2 separate regions of the Sus scrofa genome follow, and region 1 is linked to region 2. Evidence: chromatin contacts called from public HiChIP or PLAC-seq data. All regions are on one chromosome and are shown on one strand. Each heading gives the region's core, a stretch centred on a gene start, on an enhancer-like site or on the middle of the called end of the contact. The rest is flanking DNA. Distances are from core to core; before and after follow the strand shown. Region 1 overlaps TPRG1 (tumor protein p63-regulated gene 1 protein). Region 2 overlaps LPP (lipoma-preferred partner).

What was found. HiChIP or PLAC-seq counts read pairs in DNA pulled down with a chosen protein or histone mark.
Region 1: an H3K27ac HiChIP or PLAC-seq map of alveolar macrophages shows a contact between it and region 2. The contact joins two enhancer-like sites. A contact is called at or near these places in 1 of 47 Hi-C or Micro-C datasets (embryonic fibroblasts) and 1 of 2 datasets of contacts at active chromatin or transcription factors (alveolar macrophages).

The regions. Positions count from the first base shown.
Region 1 is chr13:126,679,490-126,685,261 of Sscrofa11.1, reverse strand. The region is part of intron 2 of TPRG1 (tumor protein p63-regulated gene 1 protein); the gene reads right to left. Among named protein-coding and RNA genes, the nearest start is that of TPRG1, 150 kb to the right of the region's middle. Within about 2 kb of position 2,576, at least 19 of the 83 cell types and tissues checked have an H3K27ac peak or open chromatin away from gene starts, as enhancers often do. A contact at or near this core is called in alveolar macrophages, where this site is marked.
Region 2 is chr13:125,907,323-125,913,218 of Sscrofa11.1, reverse strand. All of the region lies in intron 2 of LPP (lipoma-preferred partner), which reads right to left. Among named protein-coding and RNA genes, the nearest start is that of LPP, 130 kb to the right of the region's middle. Within about 2 kb of position 3,633, at least 21 of the 83 cell types and tissues checked have an H3K27ac peak or open chromatin away from gene starts, as enhancers often do. A contact at or near this core is called in alveolar macrophages, where this site is marked.

The DNA.
Region 1 (5,772 bases), core at 1,327-3,826, 770 kb before region 2:
AAGGACAAGGTTTTAGCTTGTTGGACTGAATGATTGGCAGTGCAATTTGAGAGAGAATTATTTGAGGATGGTAACATAGGTTTTGCTTCAGTCCTGTTGAATGTGAAGTTGACTATGAGGCAATCATGTTAAGATGTCAACAGAGAGCTGATGATACGGTTCCAGAAGACCTGATGCTGTAGTCAAGAAGATGCTAGACCACCATTGCAGAAAAGATCAAGCACTAGACAGGGCATTGGATTGGCTAAATTCCAAGGTCCCTTTGGGCCTAGAGCTAGGATGATTTTATGGCCGAAGGGGCCCATACTGAAGTGTAGATGGTTCAGCTTCTGTCTGCTAATCATATCCAAGTGTATAACCTCTTGAAGCTGGTCATGACTGCATGACCAAAGTAATGACCACAACAGACTTTGACATCTGCACACAACTCAAAGAATAGAATTGGTTTGTTAAAGAAATATCTTTCATTAGTAAAACTTTTGCAATGACCCATAAAATGATTCCTTTTCTTTTGGCCTGGTCTCACTGGGGAGAAAAAATGGAAATACAGGATATTCAAGAACTCTCATGAAAGCTGAGTGTCTTCCTTACAATGTACTTCATTGACCCTTCCTAGGCAGCCGTGCAGCCTGGGAGAGTGGAGAGAGCACTGGGCTGAAGGTAGCCAAGGCTCCTGTCCCAACTATATCATCAAATTACTTTATGTCCTCTGTAAAATTACCTACATTCTACATGTCTCTACAGCTCAATTTACACATCTGTAGAATATGTTAAAATAATGATACCTGCACTGTTTTTTCCTCAGGTTGTCAGGAGGCCTCAATGAGATAGGTTTGTTTTATGAACGATAACATTAGCAATGGAGACTGCCTGTTCTAAATATACATCTTAAACTGTTGGAGCCTCAAGGGGCCTTGAACACTGACTCATAGAACAAGCTCATTTTGCAGATAGGAAACCAAGTCCCAGGGAGGGCAGGCGACTTACCCAGGGTCACACAGGGGACAGAACAGAGCCAATAGATAAGTGTGTGCTCTTTCTTCTAAGCACCACTGTTTTGCAAAGGCCAGGGGCTGGGACCATGGCTGGAAAGAAATTATAGGCTGGAAAAAAAATTGTGGTTGAGTAGCCAAACTATAGTATTCAGAACCCCCACTAGCAAATCAAGCCTGCAGTCTGAGTAAACCAGCTAAAACTATTTACCCCATATTTCTACAAATGAGCAGTCTTCCTGTGTTTGTATCAAAGTGAGTTGGCCACAGCTGATGCTGGCAGGTCAGCTGCATGACTTCAACATACACTAACGCATTCTATGATGGTGAGTATTTTTACATTGATATCTTCATTGACTGGATTAGAAGTTCAGACATATTACCTTCACTCTCTCCTATAGATCTTCTTCTCTCTAACCCCAGGGGGAATGTTCTAGGTGGGAAGCAATGGGCTGATTGTACTCATACCACTTGTACACCAAATGTGTGTGGGAGGATTTCCCACACCAACCAAATCTCCAACACTAATGACTCAGAGTTATGGCAGACCCTTGGGTTAAGAGCTCATTTCCACAAGAGTCTCCTCACTTCAGAGCAAGTCTTACCATGTATACTTCAGATCAAACAGTTATAAATTCAGTTTGTTTCCACAACCCTCTCCTCATGTTTGATAATTTACCACAATAACTCACAGAACTCAGAAAAACACTATTTCCTATCATGGATTTATTATAAAGGATACAGATCAGGAATAGCCAAATGGAAGAAATGCATAGGACAATGTATAGGAGGAGCAGCAGGAAGGATTTACACCCTCTGGGCAGCTATCCTCCCAGTACATCAATATGTTCATCAACCTGGAAGCCCACCTAACCCCATTGTAGGGGCTTTTATGGAAGTTTCCTTACTTTGGCATGATTGATGAAATCATCGCCCATTGGTGATTAATTCAAGTTCCATCCCTCTTCCCTCTGCAGGAGTTGGAAGATAGGGCTGAAAGTTCCAGCCCTCTGATCATATCTGGTCTTTCTGGTGACCAGTCTCCATCCTGAAGCTAGATAGGGACCCCCAGCCACCACTCATCTCATTAGGAAAAAAAACAAAAGACATTTTTATCACTCAAGAAATTACAAGGACTTTAGGAACTCTATGCCAAGAACCAGAGACAAAAACATAATAGTGTATATTTCTTATTATGCCACAAGGACCACGATTTATTTAGGCAAGTGTCTCCTAACTGATCCTCCTGGTTCTTGCTTCTCTTTCATCCCCCCACCAACCTGCCACAGTAGGTGATATTACCTTCCCAGGGTGGCACTGTTTCTGCCCCTCCCCATGTCCGCAACACATAAGCAAGACCCAATGTTTCATTCAAACCCCTTTTGGAGATGGTCCCAATCTGTCTTTCAAGCTTTATTTTCTTCCACTCTCTTATTTGTACTGCCATACTCCAAGCTAAACCTTGACTCGTTGCTGAATCCTGAATACACATAGGCCTTCTTCACACTCATCTCACACCCTGGCAGACCATTCATCAAGGTCCACTTCTGTTTTCTTTGTACCCTCATAGTCGCATGCATTTCCTCTTTTTAGCACAATTTTCTTTCATCATGTCATGATGTGTATATTTGTCCCACTTCCTCATTAGATGGTCCTCACGTTCATCCCCCACAGCACTCTGCTTAGTGCCTGAAAAGCAAGTCTCAGGAAGTATTGAAGGAAAAAAAGATACAGACACCACACCAGAACTGAAGCCCACCATATTAAAAAAAAAAAAAAAAAAAAAAAAAAACCACCATTGGCTGAAGATGAAAGAATTTACATGCATCTTCAAGTCAGAGTTGAGTAGCTTGTTCTCCAGACAAGCACTTGGAAGAAGTTTTACCTGCTCCCCCTCTTGTCTGTTCAGTTGCCTAAGTTGCTTTGAAGTCTGTAAAATGGCAATATCTCCAATCAGAGCAGCATTTCCTTTCCAGACAGGAAGCCTGCCGCTAAGGAGAGAAGCCACGCTTGTTTTTGCGGTCTGGGCTGCAGCAGTGACTCATCCAGTAAAGCCAGAGTCTGTCTATTTTGATCTTTCTATGTTCAGAGTCTATTTACGGTTGTAATTTTCTTTCTTTCTCTTTCTCCCTTCCCGCCTCTGGTGACTTATCGGAATGGTCACACACATTTGACAAACGGAACCTATATAAGGAGAATGAGCTGGATTGAAAAGGCTTTCAGCTAAAGCCCAGGAATGAATTCTGTGTTTACAGCTCTGATGATAGGGTTCCAGTAATGACTTGGCCTTTTTCTCCTTGATTGAATATTCCCCTGGGCCTGCCAGTCTGGGCTCCTGTTATTTAATGAGGACATTGGAGCACAACCTCAAGATGTCTGCAAAAATGACCTTTTCTTTGGGCTCATTCCAAATGCAAAGAAAAGTAGAGCCCCAGTTAGAAAGGGCGCTTCTGGAATATAACTTTGGAAACCACTCTTTTCCCCAGAAGCTCAGAAACCTGGAATCGCACACTATCAGAGCCAGAGAGAACCATAGTGATGATCTGGTTACCAGTTTTCATTGTACAGACGAAGAAATCCAGGACCAGCGAGAAAAAGCAAGTCACCATAATTCACTGGGCAGGCACTATCACAACAAAGTCAGGCTTGGAACCTAAGTCTCTAGGTTATAGTCAGGGTACTGTTGAATGGTTTGAGATAGAAATTAACAGCTGGCTAAATGGTGGCCTAAAGAAAGGAAAAGCTTCTCTTAATTTCCCCTGTGTTATTCCCTGGCAGCTTGACTGTCTCCTTTAGCTATGCTCACAGTGAGAGACTAGCAGCACAAGGGAAGGAATTAGCCTCCAACAATAAGCTCAGTGTCTTGCTGTTGGCTTTAAAAGCCAATATAGGATTAGTATAAGAGTCCGTGGTGTGGAGTCTTAACTAGGACAACCTCAGAGGTCCCAGACTGGCCTCATTCACTCCACTTCTGCATGCTGGCTTCAGAGGGGGACTCATTTACTGACTGCGAGCATTCTTATAAAGTTTAAATGAGAAAATATGGTCAGAAAGTTCTGGGTAATATAAAGCTCTGTTCTACTTGTGAGAAGGATTATTATTATGAAGGAGTCATTAGACTCCTACCTATGGGTCTTCATTTCTTCAATGTGGTGATTTCAGAGTCTCCTGTTAAAAGAGATCCCCTAATTCTAAATGAAAGATTTTAAAAATTATTTTCAGCTATGTATTCTTCACATGCTCATTGTACACTATTTGGGAATTCAGAAACATATTTTAAAAAAAGAAAATCAACTATCTCTCATTGCCCAGTATATATATATATACTATATATATATGTATAGTAAATATACATATATATTACGTGTGTGTGTGTGTGTATATATACACACAAACATACTATTGCATCAGAACACATGGTAGTATATTTCAATGACAATTATTTTTTAACATTTAAGTAGTTTATTAGTGATTGCCTTAACATAAATTTAAAGATTGCATGCAGCCCAAGTTGGAATTTCTCTGAGCCTTCCTATAAATAGGGTGACCATATGTTCTCCGGTCCAAAACAGGGCATTTTTTTTTTTTAGAGTAGAAAGTCATACTATTGATAATTATGCTGTGACAGAAAGCATAAATCTTTTCTGGGCAAAATGGGACATATGGCCACTTTACGTACAGTCATAAAGAATTTTAGAAATATCACTGTCCTCAGGCACCATTGTATAAGGTAAAAAAAAAAAAAAAATACACTCTAGAATCAGAGCATTTGGGTCCAAGGCAGGGATTCAACATTGTTAGAGAAAATAACGGAATAACACTGAACTTCAGTTTCTTCATTTTAAAATGTAGCTATTACCTGCATCTCAAACTTACCTGCACTTGAGTAAGAATGTAAATAAAAGGCTGTTGTAGATGGAAAATGCTCTACTATTGGTAAGATTTTTTCTTAATGATATTAGTGCCGTGGAGCTGGGTTCTCTTCACATCAACATTTTTCATGGGGTCATCTAAACAATTCCATTCTGCCTGAATATGCAAATGTTCCTCTGACAGGAAAGAGCATAGAAAACCACTGACCCACACAAGGAGAATCTACATTTGCCCCTAGATGGATATCATTACACTCCACATAAAAGGACAATTAGTATTCTTGTTAAAGCTTCCCTCTAGCTTTATTGACTACTGGTTAAAATAAGAGGCTACAGTTTAGAAATCGTTGACCAGTCCTGTATACTCTGATGATATTTGGGTCACTGAGATTATACCTATATGATCTGTTCAAGTCCCCTGTTAAGAAAAAGCACCAAGGAGTTCCCGTCGTGGCGCAGTGGTTAACGAATCCGACTAGGAACCATGAGGTTGCGGGTTCGGTCCCTGACCTTGCTCAGTGGGTTAACGATCCGGCGTTGCCGTGAGCTGTGGCGTAGGTCGCAGACGCGGCTCGGATCCCGCGTTGCTGTGGCTCTGGCGTAGGCCGGTGGCTACAGCTCCGATTGGACCCCTAGCCTGGGAACCTCCATATGCCACGGGAGTGGCCCAAGAAATAGCAACAATATCAACAACAACAAAAAGACAAAAAAAAAAAAAAAAAAAAAAAAAAAAAAAAAAAAAAAAAAAAAAAGAAAAAGCACCAAGAACAAGAAAATACCAAGAAAGTACCAAGACATTTAACTTTTCCAAGTACTACATATATATTTTCCATCTTCCTAATGAAGAACAAGGCTTGAATTCATTCAAGCCTCATAGTATCTTTCAGGCTGGAAAGGAATTGTGGGTC
Region 2 (5,896 bases), core at 2,384-4,883:
TCCAGGCTAAAGTGCTTCTGGTCCTTGAGTGAATAGGCCAGGATCCTAAAACTTTCACTCGGTACCTATCCCTCCTTATTGAAGCAGGACAGAATAATAAGAGGGCTTGCTATACCAGGTATCATTAAATATTTTTACATACATTTTTAACTTATTTCTTCACTTATTTAACCCTTACAATGATAATATGATGTAACTACAATTTATAGATGAGTAACTTTAGGCAAAAAAAGAGATAAAGCTATTTACCTGAGATTCTATAATGTCACACAGTGGAGAGATTTAAACCCTAGGAGTCTGGCTTTAATAGCTGTTCTTAACTGTGCACAGACTGCCTATTCCTGGGTATTCCCAACACTTGCTACACACCCAACCAGGAGGCACCATTTAAAGCTCTCATATACATTTTCTAATTTAATCACAGTGACACTGGAGGGAGATTTCAAAGAAAGACACTGAGATACTAAGAGGTCATTTAACCAAGGTTTTAAAAAAATACTGGGCAGCACACTAGGATTTGAACCCCTACCAGCTTCAAGTTTAGTTCTCTTTGTAAACAGATTCTGCCCCAGCTCTGATATCAATGAACAACCCAGCCCTGTAATCATCACTGGTACTGTCTATCTGCCTAGCTAGCTACTCATTCATTTTTTGCCAAGCGATGCAGTGGAAAGAACATGCGTTTAGGAGACAGGAAGAGCAGAGAGGTGCCATCACCAGCTGTGTGATTTTAACAAGTTACTTAGCTTCCCTTTGCCTCAACTTCCTCACAATAGTAATGAGTACTTGCCACCACCTCGAGTATTGCTATAAAAATTAAATGAGATCATGCATGTAAAGTATTATGACGGTGACCAATACATAATTAGTACTCAATAAAAATTCACTAATAATTGAATGAAACATGAAGATTAAATGGCAGAATCTAAAATCAATTCCTACTAGAGTCATATATAGAGCCCAGTGGGACAGACTGGGAGTTTGGGGTTAGTAGATGCAAACTATTACATTTAGAACAGATAAATAAGGTCCTACTGTACACAACAGGGAACTATATCCAATCTCCTGGAATAGACCACAATGGAAAATAATATAAAAAAGAATGTGTCAATATATATATTGACAGAGTCACATTGCTACATAGCAGTAATTGGCACATTATAAATCATGCTTTAATTTTTAAAAAGAGAGGGGGTCATAAAGAATCGTACTTGCAAAAAAAAAAAAAAAGCTGTTTTGTTATGAATTTCCTCTCTAATAGTCTAAACACATCTTGAGTCTCACAGCCCTTTCTGATCTGATCCCTAAACCCCACAATGGCCAGCACATACCTTGCACATTAGAGATATTCAGAGTCAATGCTCATATAATCTTTCTCCGAACTTACTGAGGAAAGAAATCCTAAGATGCTAAGATAACTTCTCTGAAAACTTGGGAGCTTCAGTTGTCCATTTTCACCCAAAACGTTACCTTCAATGTGAAAATTATTACTCATAATTGAAGCCTAAAACATACTCAAAAGCTTCAATTTAGTGTTCTTACTTCTGATACATTTCCTAAGAAACAAAGAAAAATGACTTCCCAACCTCCACCTTTTAAAATATTATCTGTCTTCTCTATAAAAACTACCACATTATTTATAAAATCATCTATTTTTGCACTGAGTTCCTCACAGATGATCATCACAGGGCTTTCCTGAGTCAGTTGAACTAGTGAGCAAGAGAGAGCCGGAGCGGGGTGGGGGCAGAAAGAGAAAAGAGACAGAGAGAGATAGATTATAAATACAAGAAATGGAGGACACTTGATATAAACAGAAAATTCATATGGCAGAATTGCTTCAACCAGGACTTCAAAGGAAAAACAGCTGTAAGAGTACCCCCAACTGCCCCATCTACAAAAAACCATTCCAACTCTGTCTCCAATGCTCCAAAGGGAGCCCTCACAGGACTAGTCTGAGATTTAAGCAACAAAAGGGATACAAAAAGTGTTTTGGAAACACCTGTACTAACATAAATGGGCGTTTACTACCCACTTATTCCAATGCTGAGGAGAGTGACTTTTCGTCTGAGCCACTGTACCTCACAAGCGGAATCCATTCCCATCCCAGCCTGCTCTGGGCACAAGAAGAACGGATGTAGACAATTTCCCAGAGAGGCAATGCCTTTTAATTTCTCTATTATTTCCAAAACAAAAAAAGCAAAAATCTTCCCCCCCTTTTGTTTTTCCAAATAAAAATAAATTATAACCCTAACTTGCTAATAAATGCAGGCTGGAGCTGTCCTTAAGTAAAAGCTTTTGATAACAAATTGCCTGCACTAACTGCTATTTTACTGCTGAATTTTTTATTGTTGCTTAAGCACAGCAATTATGCTAATAAGCCTGGGAGGATGGTACATTGAGTATTGAATCTGACAGATAAAATACTCAATAAAATGCTAATCTCACCTGAAAATTGGAATCAGACAGCCTTATTAGTATTTATGGATATGGCATCTTAAACTTTTTTTTTTTCAGATGAATATATACAAAATCAATGTTTGTCTCCTAATACAGCCTGCCATTTCTAGGCCTCTGTGTGCTCTAAATTCAAGGTGACGATGCCTCATCGCCTCAGCTTCACTACTTGACAAAGAAACGAGAGCTTGTTGGTCATCTCTGCCACAGAACCAGGCAGTAAAATGTTTTTCATCCTCCATACACCTCCCTCCCTCTCCGCCACCCCTCCTAATCCCCCGAAAAAAGGGAAGGTAAGAACTGTCTTTCTGAGCAGAAAGAGAAGCCAGATTTGACAGCAACAAGAACCATTTGTCAAACCATCTGGCTTCTCTCTTCACCTGACAGGAGGGAAGAGTGATGTGTCAGAATGAACAGGGAACTGAGGATCCCAAGAGCTGGCTTCTCATCTCTGTTTTTGCCATTTCCTCCATGCGAGGCCTTGTTGGGACTCAGTTTCCCACATATAGACCTTGTGAGCCAAAAGATTACGTCTCTGTAAGAAGTGTCTCCACAGGAGCCAGAGCCCCAGTGTCTGTGAAGAATGGAATATTGTAAAACAAGATAGACATGTCAGGAAAACCTGAGATCTTGAACTTGTGCTTTGATTTACATTTACATGGTCCCTTCTTACTTTGTACCCCCAAGACATATTTGACATAGTGCAGGCTTAAATTCAGAGACCTCAGACACCAAATACAAAAATAAAAAACACTGGATTGTTAACCAACCATCCTCAGGACTTTACCTGGTTTTCTTTTTTGGTATCAATACATTAATTCTGGCAGGGAGCAAAGAAGAGAAATCAGCTGCCTGTCTTAAGAAGCAGAAACTAATGTTACCTGAATATTGAAATATTATTTATTAAAAATCCCTTCTGTCCTTTGATTTCCACATGAACCCCATAAAGCAGGAAAGGAGAAAAATCTTTTCTCCAGAAGCTTCCATATGTAGCTAAGGTGACTGAGGATCAGAGAGGACTTCCTCATCCAGCCAGAGTATGCGGGTCCTGGGGTCAGGACGAGCAGTGTTGCCTTCGGATTAATCCCAGCCTGCTGCCAAGCACACACAGGTCCTCTGGCTCATGGGCCTGGTGACTCACCCCAAACCGAAATACCCAAGTTACTAGTCACTGCTGGACACCAGGGGCAGTGAACAGGAACCTCAACAGCCGCAGCAGCCACTCCACAGACTTCTCCCACCACCTTCAAGGCTTCAAAGAGCTGACACCCTGTCCAGAAGTTTCTATTTCCCCCCAGGGAAAGTCATAGGCATGGACAAAACAGGCTTGCACAGAAGGGAGGAATCTGACATGTTGTGACAAAACTGGGCACAGATCCAGGACGCCAATTCACTCTGGAGCCTTGGAGAGTCACCTTCCTTTAAAGCTCCCGTTTCTTACTCTGTACAGCTTCATTTTTTGAAGGCCAAAGATAGCCCCTGGCTATTAGCAGAAGGGAGAAAAGAAAGAAAATGGGCTCCAAAAATACCAAGGTTCAATACAACTTACAGTGGGTTTTCACATCTCTTTCTTCAGCAAATCCTCACAATACAAACAGCAGCTGAGCTGATTATTTTCCCCACTTTGCTGATGAAGAAATAAAGGCCCAGAAGTTCAGAAATCCACCCAAGTAACACAAGAGCTAGGAGATTCTCAGCCCATAGCTGGGGTTAAAGGGGAAATGCTAGACGAGTGATCAGGCCAAGGCAGGGTAGAGCCAAGCAGGCAGTAATCACAATATTTCAAGACATGCCACCTCCAAAAGAAGAAAATGCGGGTCTAACCTTACTAGTAGAGACCTGCACCAGCCATGAGAGCTGACCAACTCACCACCTCCCCCTCTGCTGCATACACACAGAAACAAAATCCAAGTCCAGACACTTTACTGTACCAGGACCAACACTGCAATTCGCAAAGCATCGTCACAACAAATTCATCAAGTAGGAATCATCATCCTCCAATTTACAGAGGAAAAAGCCAGGCACTAAGATGTGTATTCACTCACCCAATCTCATTTGCCTCTGAGAGCAGGGCCAACTCTCAGATCCAGGCCCCCTGTTCTTTCACTTCATTATGCCACCTCTGAACTGCCAGGGCCACCATTTTTCTAGTAAACAACCATAGCAGAAAGTCAGCTCTGAACTGAGACATCTCCCAGCAGAGTAACGATTCGAGTCATACTTCGAGGAATAATTTCTGGGAAAGCAGAGGAGGTGATGCTATCAAACAGTGAAACTTAAAACTCCTACTCACTACCTGCCTGGGAGGGAGCAGGAAATGGGGCCCAGGCCCTTTCCCTACACACTCCTCCTGCCCATTTCTGTCACTCATAGTCATTACCAAACTTAGCACTTTAAGCAAATGAAAGATGTTTCCTAGCTGCATGGCCTTGGGTAAGTCCCCAACCTCTTTGGTCCTATTACTAATACATACTCATGCACACACACATATAAAAACATCTAGGACCATTCCTTCTTCTCCCTAGTAGGATGGTGACAACAGAAAGCTCCTGTCCTTATTCTGGAAGCCCCACAACTACACCCTCATTGTTCTGTGGTGTCTCTGCACCCAGTACTCTGATCTGAACCCTCCACCTCTTCCTTGGGCCTCCTAATCCCCATCTTCCTTCTGCTAAGCCCCACCCTTCCATCCTCACCTGCTACTCTCCTGTGTTAGGCCTGGTCACTTCCACCCTGGACAAGCACTTCCTCATCTCTCCATCACCATCTCAACCTTCTCCTGGCACCCAAAGTCCATCTTTCTTGCCAGCTCTTCAACAGCTCTTCACATGAAAGTTCTTAAAACAACCTCCACCAGACTGGCTGCACTTTTCCATACATACTCTGGTTTGTATCCTCCTAAAATCAGCCTCTCCATAACTAAATCAACTTTATAGGTCAGGTTTCCAGAGAAGAATGTTTTCTGCCCAGGAGACAGGAAAGCACCTTGACTCTGAGGGAAATTTCCATCAGCACCTGTGTGGCACATCACCCCAGAGAGTCCATCTCATCACTCCACAGAAGCTGGGGCAGTGGGGAGGGTCAACCCAGGGCCAGAAGCTGAGAAACACCACTGTGCTAGGTCTTTAACAAAGGTTCTCTAATCTTTCCAACTTAGTAGGCAAGATATATTTAATCCCAAATAAAATCCATTTAGGCTGGGACTCAGAGAGGTTTAGTAACCTAGTCACACTGAAGTTATAGAAATCATCCAATTTCAAATGGTACTAGAGCCCAGGCTCATAAGTGAGTCTCTACAACTTCATTGAGATGCTCTGTTGTTGAACAGTGTCCGGTGCTCTGCCAGATGCTTAACCTAAGTAATCCCAGTTTACTTACATAAGAATCTTTCCTAGTAATTAGGAGTTCCCATCGTGGCTCAATAGTTAACACATCTGACTAG